2 separate regions of the Mus musculus genome follow, and region 2 is linked to region 1. The links are chromatin contacts, called in public HiChIP or PLAC-seq maps. All regions are on one chromosome and are shown on one strand. The core of a region is the stretch at or near the end of the contact, and the rest is flanking DNA. Distances in the headings are between cores, read along the strand shown.

What was found. HiChIP or PLAC-seq counts read pairs in DNA pulled down with a chosen protein or histone mark.
Region 2: a contact with region 1 is called in an H3K4me3 HiChIP or PLAC-seq map of bone marrow-derived macrophages, with 4 times the contacts expected there. The contact joins two enhancer-like sites. A contact is called at or near these places in 2 of 115 datasets of contacts at active chromatin or transcription factors (astrocytes and bone marrow-derived macrophages) and 1 of 9 other capture datasets (embryonic stem cells).

The regions. Positions count from the first base shown.
Region 1 is chr7:143,151,412-143,156,960 of GRCm38.p6, reverse strand. The region is part of intron 2 of Kcnq1 (potassium voltage-gated channel, subfamily Q, member 1); the gene reads right to left. Among named protein-coding and RNA genes, the nearest start is that of Gm28821, 14 kb to the right of the region's middle. Within about 2 kb of position 2,925, at least 105 of the 459 cell types and tissues checked have an H3K27ac peak or open chromatin away from gene starts, as enhancers often do. A contact at or near this core is called in bone marrow-derived macrophages, where this site is marked.
Region 2 is chr7:143,708,380-143,714,512 of GRCm38.p6, reverse strand. Osbpl5 (oxysterol binding protein-like 5) reads left to right here. Exons shown (of 22, transcript NM_001199227.1): 3 at 935-1,017; 4 at 4,660-4,740; 5 at 4,873-4,974; 6 at 5,302-5,505. Among named protein-coding and RNA genes, the nearest start is that of Tnfrsf23, 26 kb to the right of the region's middle. Within about 2 kb of position 1,567, at least 60 of the 459 cell types and tissues checked have an H3K27ac peak or open chromatin away from gene starts, as enhancers often do. A contact at or near this core is called in bone marrow-derived macrophages, where this site is marked.

The sequences.
Region 1 (5,549 bases), core at 1,676-4,175:
GCACTAGGGAGGCAGGGGCAGGTAGAGCTCTTTGAGTTTGGAGCCACTCTGAACTACACAAGGTGTTGTCTCAGAACGACAACAACAACAATAAAATAAAGCATACCAGCAACCACCATTCTGCACATTCTCCTTCTGAACAGAATGAGGATTGGACAACTTTCTCGAAGGCCATAAAACACGTGCTGTAGGTTTTAAGGGCCACACAGTCTCTATCCTGGTTTGGAAAACAACCAACCAAACCACAGAGGAGTCCACAAGCCTGCTGGCTATGTGCTACCATGCCCTTCTTAGCCCCTAGCAGGCAGGGTTTCAGCACTCCAGCCAACCCCTACATTCTCTAGCAGCTGAAATGGAGAAGATATTGGGATCCGCCCACCGTTCCTGCCCCAGCTCATGGGCACCATAACAGCATGTGAAAGATGCTGGGCAGGTAGGAGGCAAAAGGCTTTGCTGCGCCCCAACATAGCAGGCATTTCTAGCAATCCAGCAGGACATATAAGCTCTGTGCCCAACCAGTGGGACTTTTTTTGCACAGCTTGGAGATCTTGAGGTCCTTAGAAGCAGCCCAGCCCCATCCATTCACCCATGTCACCCACCCATCCCCAGACTAGGTGTGACATCCTCCCACCTAGACTAAGCCACAGAGCAGCTGTCTTCCTGGAGAGAGGCACCAACAGTTCGGGAGAGTACCCCCAAGTCCCCCAAGCCTCTGGATGCCCTGGGGGCTACAAGCAGAGCTGAGCCCATGTCTGTTCCATTATCCCCAACAGCCCTCCAGGGACTACACGCAGATGGCATGTGGCTTCCATGTCTACAGGACCCCAAGGTGTGAGTTCTGGGTAGGAACTTGAAGCCCTTGTCCCATTAGCACACAGCCTGAAACACAGTTGGAGCTTCACAGCTACTCTCTTCCTCAATGAATGTAGGAGAAAACAACTCAATCAAAAAAGGTGGGCATCTCGTGGGGAATATCTTTTAAAGTGGCAAAATGACAGCTGGGGCAATAGGAACCTTGTGTGCTGAGGACGTAGAAAGTTCTGGTCCAGCTGGGCAGTGATGGAGCACACCTTTAATCCCAGCACTTGGGAGGCAGAGGCAGGCGAATTTCTGAGTTTGAGGCCAGCCTGGTCTACAAAGTGAGTTCCAGGACAGCCGGGGCTATACAGAGAAACCCTGTCTCGAAAAACAAAAAACAAAAAACAAAAAACAAAAAAAAAAAAAAAAAAGAAAGAAAGAAAGTAAGTTCTAGTCCTGAGAGGGACACAATGTTTCCTCAGAGGACCCAGGAGCCCAGGAGAGAGCTGGCAACACTACTGGGTACACGGTTAGCTGGACAGCATCTCTAAAGAGCCCTGAGAACTAGATCTCTCCAAGCAGGGGGCTGGGGCCCCACAGGAAGTCAGATCTTGGGCTTGGTGGTGGAAAACTCAAGCTCCCTGCTGGTCTCCTGACCTTGTGCTGCTGCAGCAGTGACTCAACCTGCAGAAGTCTTCTTCCCTCGGCTGCAAACTAGTCTTCAGGGACAGGGATAGAGTAAGCATACTGACTCTCACGAGTGCAGCTAACAGGTGTGATATTAATGCCCCCATAAGAGATCTCAGACAGAACAACAGACCAGGCAGTGGGACACATGGCCAAATACAGTGCAAGCAGCAACGGTACACTAGGTACAACCCAAGGCGTGTCTCAGCCAAAAAAACAGAACACCCGCTGTGACTCCAAGCAACAGAAGATGGAGAGCTAAGAGCAAGCTCTACAACAGATAGACCGTGAAAACAAACTAAACCAAAGCAAAACCTAGACACAGCACCAAGACATGAAGCTAGGCGCTGAATTTAACGCCAATAAAGTCTCCACTGGCAGGAAAGGGTGTGAAAACGAATGCAAGAACATGTGAGGCCCTGCTGAGTGTGAACGAGGGTCTGGGACCTGGGGAGCTGACCCTGTTCCACTTGAAAGTAGGACCCAGCAAGGGCTGTTTTAAGGGCTCAGAGAGCCCACCGGATCTCATTTTGCCCCTGGGAAACTGAGGCCTGCCAAGAGAGTTACAGAAAGCAAGGGCGGGCCAGGAAGGGTCCAGCTGCAGGGAGGTGGGTCGCCCCTGCGGGGCCAGGGAGCCTCACAGTAAGGGAGGAAACTGGAGAGATGACCTCATCCCCCAGGCCTCCGGCCGCGCGGCTCACGGGTTTTAACCGCAGGCATGGCGGGACAGTTCCCTGGTATGCGGGCTGTGGGGCTCACGGAGCTGGAGTGTGTGCTAGGACTTTTTCAATGCAGCTGTCTTTGTGTGGGATTTGAAAACAAGCTGGGGTTTGAGAGACAAAAAACAGCCCTGCACCTGGGCCTGGCCAGGGTCTCCTATTGCAAGGAGGGGTGGGTGGGTTTGGCGGCGTGCATGCACATTCAGCAGACTTGCACGTACACGGCGTGCACACACATGTGCGCCACGTCTACAGATGTACATACAGCTTGCTCTAGATTCAGAGGCCGGATTGGGGGCTGGGCGGCGGGAGGGGGGGTGTCCTCCTTGGGGCCACAAACAAGTTTCAAGGCCAAGCACACCTATAACACCCCTGATCAAAGTTCTAGCCAGACCCTGGCCTGGCAGGGCCCAGTTTTCTCCAAGAACAGCTTTTCAGACCCACAGAATATGCCTGGCTCAGCAGAATGCTTAATCCCTCGGAGGCCGCCTGGCTTCCTTGGCCCTGGCTGAGATAACAGGGCTCTGGCACCACGAAAGCCAGGCGCTGAGGCAGGAGTACCGGCGCTGGGGTTGGGGAACACAGCCTCGCGTGACTTCTTCTCCACCATTTACCCAATGTGCTCCCAGAATCCCTCACAGAGCTCCCTTGCCCTGGGCCCCCGTGGGGCACCGCGGGCTGTGGTTTGGGCTCCCGCGCTCGGCACTCTGGGCTCGGCCCAAGGGCTGCTGGAATGTGTGTTACAAGAGCGCCACCTGGTGTCTCCACAGCTCGTCAGAGGCTGCCCTGTCCTTAGCTCAAAGGCTGAAATAAACATCTTTGTTTTTCACCCAACTCCCGTCCACAGCATGTAGCAGCTGCATTCTACACTATGTCCCCCAGCCTGAGGCTCCAACAGCCATTCTCACCCTAGAGGCCTGGAATCCACAACCATGATATCTGCGTGGGCCTAGGACACATGCACCTTTCGGAGGCCATGAGCCATCTGCAACAGCACACAACTCCTCCTTACCTAACCCTTTGACCAATCATCATGTCTTCTAGGAAAATATCACCACCCTATATACAAGGTCCTTTGAGCCATACACTTCTTCACTGGTCCATATGTCCAGGCTGGACACACGCCAGCCTCACATCTGCTTCCCCAACACCATGGTCATGACTCTGAAGTAAGCCACTAGACACAGCCAGCTCAAATCCTGGAAGGTATGGCCTCTAAAGGCTAGCATGTGAGGATACAGCTTACGAACATGGCAAAGTTGGGGACAGACAATGGCTCAGCAGTTAAGATCCCTTGCTACGCTGGCAGAGGTTCTAAGTTTGGTTGGGTACGCATGTTGGGCTGTTCACAATCGTCTGTTACTCCATCTCTAGGGGATCTGCCACATTATCTTCTGGATTCTGTGGGCATTTCGAGCACACACACACACAGGAGGCGGCAGGGAGAGAGAGGCTTTAAAATAATGTGGCAAAGCCAAATGGGGAGGTTAAGACTAAAGCCAACTATACTTTCATCCCTATACTTTACAGTTGGAGACACTGAGGTTCAGGGGTATCATTGTATCCTTAGGGGGCATGCCTGGGAACAAGACTTAAAAAGAAGGGGGTTCTGTATCCTACTCCATATATACACTCTGAGCAGCCGGGGTGTTGAGCCTCCCTCTGCATAGTAGAAAAGTGTGAAAGAGATGTGAGCCTACTCAAAGAAGCCCATCATCACATCCAGGTTGCCCAGAAAAGAGCAGAGGGGAGTTCCAGAAGGGAGTGTGCAGCGTTGACCGGAGGTCAGTCCTAATAGTAGGAAAGCAACCCTGCTGGATATATATAGTGTTTGTGCAAAGGTCCTGAGGCAGTTGGGAGGGAGAGATGGGGAGGGAAGGGAGGTTTGGAGATGGGGGGGGGTGTATGCTTAAATGTGTGACACTCTGAAGACCATGAGGGAGAAATTGGAAATTATCCCAAACCACCCAGGGAGCGTCTGGGACACTCAGGTTTTTGTCCTATAAAATCTCTTCTTAGCTGTTGTGGGGCAGGGAGGGTCCAGGGAACGAGAAGGGGACAAAAGAGGTAATGAGGTCACTGCCCTCACAGTGGTGGACAAAGAGCCACTTCTGGGAAGCAGAACAGACTGGGGAGGGGCTGCCTTGGGAGTGGGGACCCGCTCACACTGAGGGAATGGAGGAGGGGTGGGTCCCACCCACGCCTGCCTTTGCTTTAGGGTTGTTGGATCTGTGTTCACAATTCCAAAAGTAGCCACAAGATGGCAAGCAGGCCCCAGAAAGAGCCTGGCCTGAGGGAGGCAGCAGAAGCCACCAGGAAAGGGAGCCTAAGCCAAAAATTACTGGGGTAACCACCCCAAGTCTGGAGCTACCAGATGAGAAATGGAGTAGGTGCATTCACAGGCCCACACACATGTGAACATGTGTTGACACATGAACATACAGTACCATCTACACGTAGGCATGAACATAGCTACACATGAAGATACACAATACAATGCATTCATTCACAAGTGCACAAGAATACACAAAACCAAGCACAAGGCCTAATATGGATATTACACATGTAAATGTCCACTTACACTCTCACACATGCTCAGACAAAACACACACTTACCTGAAGACACAGCTATATATAGGAATGTGTCCATTTGAATACATGGGTCTGTGCATATGTGAATACATTCACGTAAGTGCATATATAGACTTGTACTTGGGAGGCCTCCCAGGGGAATGTTCTGACACACAGGCCCTTCTCAGCATAGGAGCCATTTTGGCCCAGGCTCTCCAGACCAAGTCCCAAACTAAGAACTACAGAAACCTAGTTCTCTGGAAAAGAACCTGGGCCATTCCCCTCAGCAGTAACCAGGAGCTATGTCCTCTCATAACATATCCAGAGACTTGACCTCATCCGTGTAGCAGCCACCTCTGTACTGGGCAAGGGAACAATTCTGACAGGAACCTGTGGGGATAGCATCACACATAAAACTAAGGAACCCAGGGCCCTCTTCCCCACCTTGGTTCTATAAGGGAATACAAGGGCCATGTGAAATTCCCCAACCATATCTAAGAGCTCCATCAGACAGGTCTTGAAAGATTATACTCTGGGACTAAGGGGTGTCATCCAGGAAACTGAGGCTAATCAGCTAACACATCACAGAGAGATGCCAGCTAAGATTTGGTGGCATCTTTCCAGCCACATGGAACCAACTAGGGAATAGGCAGACTGGCTGGATGTTGCTTCTGGAAAAACTTGAGGCCCTGACCCCGACTTGAAGCCCAGGAACCATAGGTACAGGAATTGGCACCTCTGTTAAGTGTGGGGACATCATAGGCTAAGGCCCAC
Region 2 (6,133 bases), core at 318-2,817, 560 kb before region 1:
ACAGCTGCCCATCCCCACCCCAGCTCCAAGGTCTGAGTCAGGGGGCTGTATGGGCAGAGAGTAGTAGTTCCTGAAACTTGGTCACATGGGGGGGTCACCAGACTGGGATGTTAGGTGACCTCAAGTGGTTGCTGCTCTCTGACCTGTAGGTAGAAATACTTTCTTGGGTCACCACCCTGGCTTTTCCGGAGAGAATATCTCTACTGCTCAGCTCCACCCAGCCCTTCCCAGAGCTCTTGGGAAGTGGTTTGCAGAGCCCCCAGCCTCCCAGCTGTTCCTTCCCGTCATACCCATCCCTGGCCTGTAGCTTCAACAGGAAGAGTTACCACCACCACCACCACCACCACCACCACCACCACAGATTCATGGCCTCTGTTCTAAATCATAGGCCCTTCACCCGCATCAGCAAGGGAGAGCGGTCAAATCACACTTGGGACTGGCTTTGGACCACCCCACTATTCATTCTCTCTCTCTCTCTCTCTCTCTCTCTCTCTCTCCTTTAAGCTACAGAGAACAGGGAGGCCAGGCAGGGGTCCTGGTGCCAAGCCTTCCTCCCACCTCTTCATCTAATCTGGAGCAAGACTATGGAACTGCCAGAGTTGTGTATTTTGTGCCTCTGAACCTGGGCGCCATGTTTCCTTGGAGATCCAAGAGCCTAAGTCTCTCTCTCTCTCTCTCTCTCTCTCTCTCTCTCTCTCTCTCACACACACACACACACACACACACACCCCTGGCCCAACTGCCCTTGTTTCCTCTAGCTCCTCCCCTGTTTCCTCTCAGTGGTTGTGAGTGCTGACCAGAGCCCCTGGGACCCTTTACTGAAGCTCACTCCACCTCTCAGAGCCACACCACTCTTGTGGCTTCCTGCCCCTCCCAGGCAGCCTTTATAGTGCACTTTTGCCTCTCTGAGTCCTGCCTACCCACTGTCTTCCAGGAAGGGACATGGAGTCCAACGGCCCATCACAACCCAGAGATGAAGAGCCCCAGACCCCAGGCTCCGCCACGAAGGTGCCACTGGTAAGAGCCAGGCTGAGGGAGGGCCAGGAGGCAGGGAGCCTAGGTCAAGGGACAGCGGGGTGCTGGCTGAACCTGAGGTCCCCATACTTAGATGAGGAAAGGCGTCAGCTCTCAGGCTGCCCGCTATCTGCATGGGGTTCAGGCAGCTGTGTCTCTTGTTTTATTAGGTGCTTAGCATAGCCCAGTGAACCTGAAAATGGGACTCCTGCCAGCCAGGACTATTTGGGGAGAAGGAAGCCCCTCTGCTTAGGGAGACCTTCCAAGCTATTAGATTTCGTTCTTCCTTCCACACTCTGCTGTCCCCTCTGCTGCCACTTCCCGGTGGTTTCCACTCTTCAGCTGTAGTAAACAGCTGCTGTGGGTACCCATGTGCATATGTATCTGGGCTACAGTCCTTTGTGAAGTTGCCAAGTACTAAGGCAATTATGGACTTCTAAAACATTCTGTGTTTAATTTTTGAAGAACTGTTAAACTCCCGTGCACTTAGTGAACACCGGCACAACACAGGTTGCCCTCCCTCAGTCCTCCCCAGCCAGCACTGGTGGTTTCTATTCTGTTTTGACTCTAGCCTTCCTGATTGGCATCTCAGTGTGGTTCGGTTTCCGGGTTGACTCAGCTCAGCATGGCATCATGTGCATCTGCAAATCTTTCACTTATCTCCTGATCGGGTTGTCCATTTTTTTCTTGTTGTGTTGCAAGCGTTCTTTATATATTCTGAATCCTCAGCCCTTCTCAGATGTGTGGTTTGTAAATGCTTTCTCTCATTTGGAGGTTGTTTCAATTACAGTTTCTTATCTTATTATAGGTATGTGTGGTATGTGTAGTTTGCATGGTATAGGTGGTGTGTGTGCATGCACGGGGAGACCTGAAGCCGATATCAGGTTGTTCTCTATTGCTTTCCATTCTATTTATGGAGGCACGATCTCTCCCTGGTAACAATTCTGGCTAGTCTTGCTAGCCAGCCCACTCCAGAATCCCGACTCTACCCCTCAATTGTTGGGATTACAAGTGGTCACAACATCTGCCCTGCTTTTACACGGCTTGTTTCTAGGGATCCAAACTCTAGCCTGCACGCATGTATGGCAAGTGCTTTACCCACTGAGTCTCCAATTTCAGCTTTTAAGTCATTTTTATAGGCTGCGGAGTTCCAGGAAGATTTCAAAATCCCCACTTCTGAAGGACCGTCCCATTTCCTAAGTGTTCCTGTGTTGCCAGGGATACATGAGGACACACAAGTGTCTGGGGGTCTCTGGTGTGCAGGCAACATGCCAAGCACAGCCTGCTGGGGGAATCCCTTCTGCAGTGCCCAGCAGGCTCTCTGCTGACTTGACCACTCCCTCAGAGCGGCCTTGGCCTTGCCTCCCAGGATGCAGTGGCTGCTCTGCCCCAGGCCCCTGGCTTGCCTTCCTTCTTCCTCTGTGGCCTAAAACAAGCACAGCTGGTTCAGGCCAGTCTGGTGAAAAGCTGGCGGCAGAGGTCAGTCTCACGGCTGTAAATAGTGTAAATAATCAGATTGACTTATTCTATGTGTGGATGTTTTGCCTCTGTAGCACCTGCATGCCTGGTAGTCTAGGAGGCCAGAAGACAGCATCAGATCTCCTGGAACTGGAGTTACAGAGGATTGTGAGCCACAAAGTAGATGCTGGGAATCGAACCTGTGTCCTCTAAAGGGCTCTTAACCACTGAGTCCTATCTTCCTGTGAATAGTATTATTGGGCCGAAGACATGGCTCAGGCACTGAAGGCTAGGCTCACCATCAGACTAGTGTTTCAAGTGAAACCATCCTGTTATTTGTCCATCTCTTCATAGTTCTTGACAAACACCAGCTGCTAGTCTGAGCAGGAGCTGAGTTAGCTGCCCCACAAGGGTGCTCGGACAAACAGCTCACCACAGAACTGGCTGTGAGCTTGAACTGTCTAAACCCTGAGCATGTCACCACCCCTGTGGTCAGAGCTGTCCTCGTTCTGGGCAGGCCACTCGGGGACTGAGGAAGAGAAATGTGGAGAGAGAGGATCGGGTCAGGCTGAGGAGCAGTCCGCAGAGTCCTAACAGGGCCTGTCCCTAGAGGCCTGCTACCTGACACATGCTCATCACTATTCTCAGCTCGAGACTGCTTCTGCGCAGCCCCCAGCCCCCAGCACTCCCTCTGGCCATCTGTAATGTCCCTATGTAGCTAAGAGGATGCTGCTCTGAAGGGGGACTACCAGGTTCAGTCCCAGCTTGGCTTCTTATTTGCTACATTGTTGCTTCTGAGCCTTGCTGTGCCAGCCTCGGGTAATACCAGTGACTTGAGCTGCTTGCTGTGATTGGTTTGTTTGTCTCTGAGACAGGGTCTTCTTACTGGGTAGCCTTGGCTGGTCTGGAATTCATTATGCAGACCAAGCTAGCCTTCAGCTCACAGAGATCAGCCTCTTTTTGCCTCCTGAGTGCTAGAATTAGAGGCATGTAAGCATTTAATGTGCATGTATAAGCCAATGAGACAGCTCAATAGGTATTGCCAGCATGCCCGATGACCCGAGTTCAATCACTGGAATCCACACTGTAAGAGAGAGCTTACTCCTGCAAGTTGTCTTTGAGTTACACACACAGCTGCAGTTCCCAACTGTGCCTTCTGTCCATAGCTGAGTTCTGGGCCTTTGCTCTCACTGTAGACACTTATGACATTCAATAACAGTAACCTCCTCCGTTAGAAATGGTCCCCTTCCAGCTGTTCTCAAAGGCACAGCACTTGAATTCTTTAGGGCTACTGTCTTCCCACCCTGTCACAGAGTTGGGGAGGGAGCAGCCATCCACAGATCAGGGGCCTTGGTAATACCGAGGCAAACACACATGGTCTGAAATGGGGGTAGGGTGCAGCCTCATTCCCAGGGCCAGCTTCTCAGTGAGTTCAAACAGCATGTGTCAGCTTGCCAGGATCACATACATTACACCTGTAGAACCCAGGGACACATCAGCAGGTGGCATGTGGGGTTTGGGGCACAGTTTGCCATCCCCAAACTGTGGCTTTTAGACCATGTTCAGGCTCCACACCCTGGACCTCAGTTTCTCTGTCTGTGTGGGGTTGTGGCTCCTTCCAGCTCCATGATTTATAGATTACTCTTCTGGGTCTGAGAAGCGAGCCGTGGGCCCAGGTACAGATGCTTGGCTCCCATCTGTAGCTGGCCTACGCACTGACCCTCGAGACATACCTCCCCCAGAACCAGTGAACCTCTCTACCACAGTCTCCTAGAGATGAGCCCTTGATGGTGGCCAAGGAGTGTCCATTCTGATCATCGTGGGAGATATGGGTGATACAGCCTAGGAACTTGACACTACCATGTCCTAGCTGCCACCAAAACTCTGTTAGTTTTCTCGATGCTGGGATAAAACGGCTGATAAAGTCACCTTAAGGGAAGGAGAATGTATTTTGGCTCATAGTTCAGGGGCACAGTCGATCATGGTCAGGGAGGAGAAGATACGGCTGCCAGGGCTGAGGCAGTCACTCTTATTACCCCCACAGTCAGGAGGCAGAGGTGAATGCTGGTGTTCAGCTCACCGTCTCGTTTTTTGGTCATTCTGGGACCCCTGCTTTCTGCTGCCCTGGTCCTGGCAACCCCAACCATACCCTAGCACCTCCAGCACCATGGTCTGTCTCTCTTGCAGGCTGAGTACAGGCTATGCAATGGATCTGACAAGGAATGTACCTCTCCAACGACCAGGGTCTCCAAGAAGGATGCTCTCAAGGTGGGCCTGGCCCAGGGTGACGACGGAGGGGATGCCCACACCCCCTATATCCTCCTTTCCCTGTGCCCTGCTGGCGATGGGGGAGCTGGGGCAGTCCATGCACTCCATGACCCACATATTCTCTGGTTGCAGGCACAGAAGGAGAACTATCGGCAGGAGAAGAAGCGGGCCACGAAGCAGCTGTTCAGTGCCCTGACTGACCCCAGTGTGGTCATCATGGCTGACAGCCTAAAGGTAAGCAGGTGCCACTCCCAGAGACTCCTATCGACTGGGGAATCCATGGCACTTGGGAGACAAGTCTAAGTGTTTGTCACTACACAGTTTGAGTGGACCCTGACTACTGTAACTAATGACCCCACCATAAAGCTGGCTTCTCATAGGTCTGCAGAGTCCCAAGTCAAGATGCTGTTGAGGACCTCACTAACTTCAGAGCTCTGGGATAGTTCTCCCAGTTCCAGGGGCCTCCAGTCCTTGTCTCTGCTCCTCATCCCCCCACCAAGCTGCACAGATGGCCCAGGGGGCAGCTCCCATGGGTGACCCTGACCATGAATCCTCCTGCAGATCCGAGGGACCCTGAAGAGCTGGACGAAGCTGTGGTGTGTACTGAAGCCAGGGGTGCTGCTCATTTACAAGACACCCAAGGTGGGCCAGTGGGTGGGCACGGTGCTGCTGCACTGCTGCGAGCTTATTGAGCGCCCCTCCAAGAAGGACGGCTTCTGCTTCAAACTCTTCCACCCGCTGGACCAGTCTGTGTGGGCTGTGAAGGTGAGCCGATCCACAGGGCATCCAGGTGGAGACTCGGGGACAACGGAGGCTTTGCCTGGGACTGCTGTCCCAAAATGGGACCCCTAGCAAGGGATCCCTGGAGGGGTGGCTATCCTCAGGCAGGCTGCTAGAAGTATGGATGAGGCACAATGAGCTATACATCAAACCCCTCATCCAGTGCTGTCTGGAGAGGAGGAAGGGACTGTCTCAGGTGTCATCCATCACCACCAGGACTGCCAGGCAGAACTGATCAGGATAGGGGTGGGTCCCCAGGAGAAATCTTGATTATATGTGGGTTTCAGAGAAACAACAAATTTTAGGGTTGTTCTGGATTTGGGATGGGGGTGAAAGACAGACTCACTATGTAGCTTTGGCAGGCCTAAAATGTATATAGACCAGGCTGGCCTCAAACTCATAGAGATCTACCTGCCTCTGCCTCCTGAGGCTGGGATTAAAGGAGTCTACTACCTTGCCCAGCTTGGGTTTTGTTGTTGGTGGTGGTGGTTTGTTGCTGTTGGTCTGGTTTTGGAGACAGGGTTTATCTTACTCTACGGCCCATCCTAACTCATGGCTCATTCTGAGGCTCAGACTTACCTACAACCTGTGGCAGCCTTCCTTCCTCATCCTT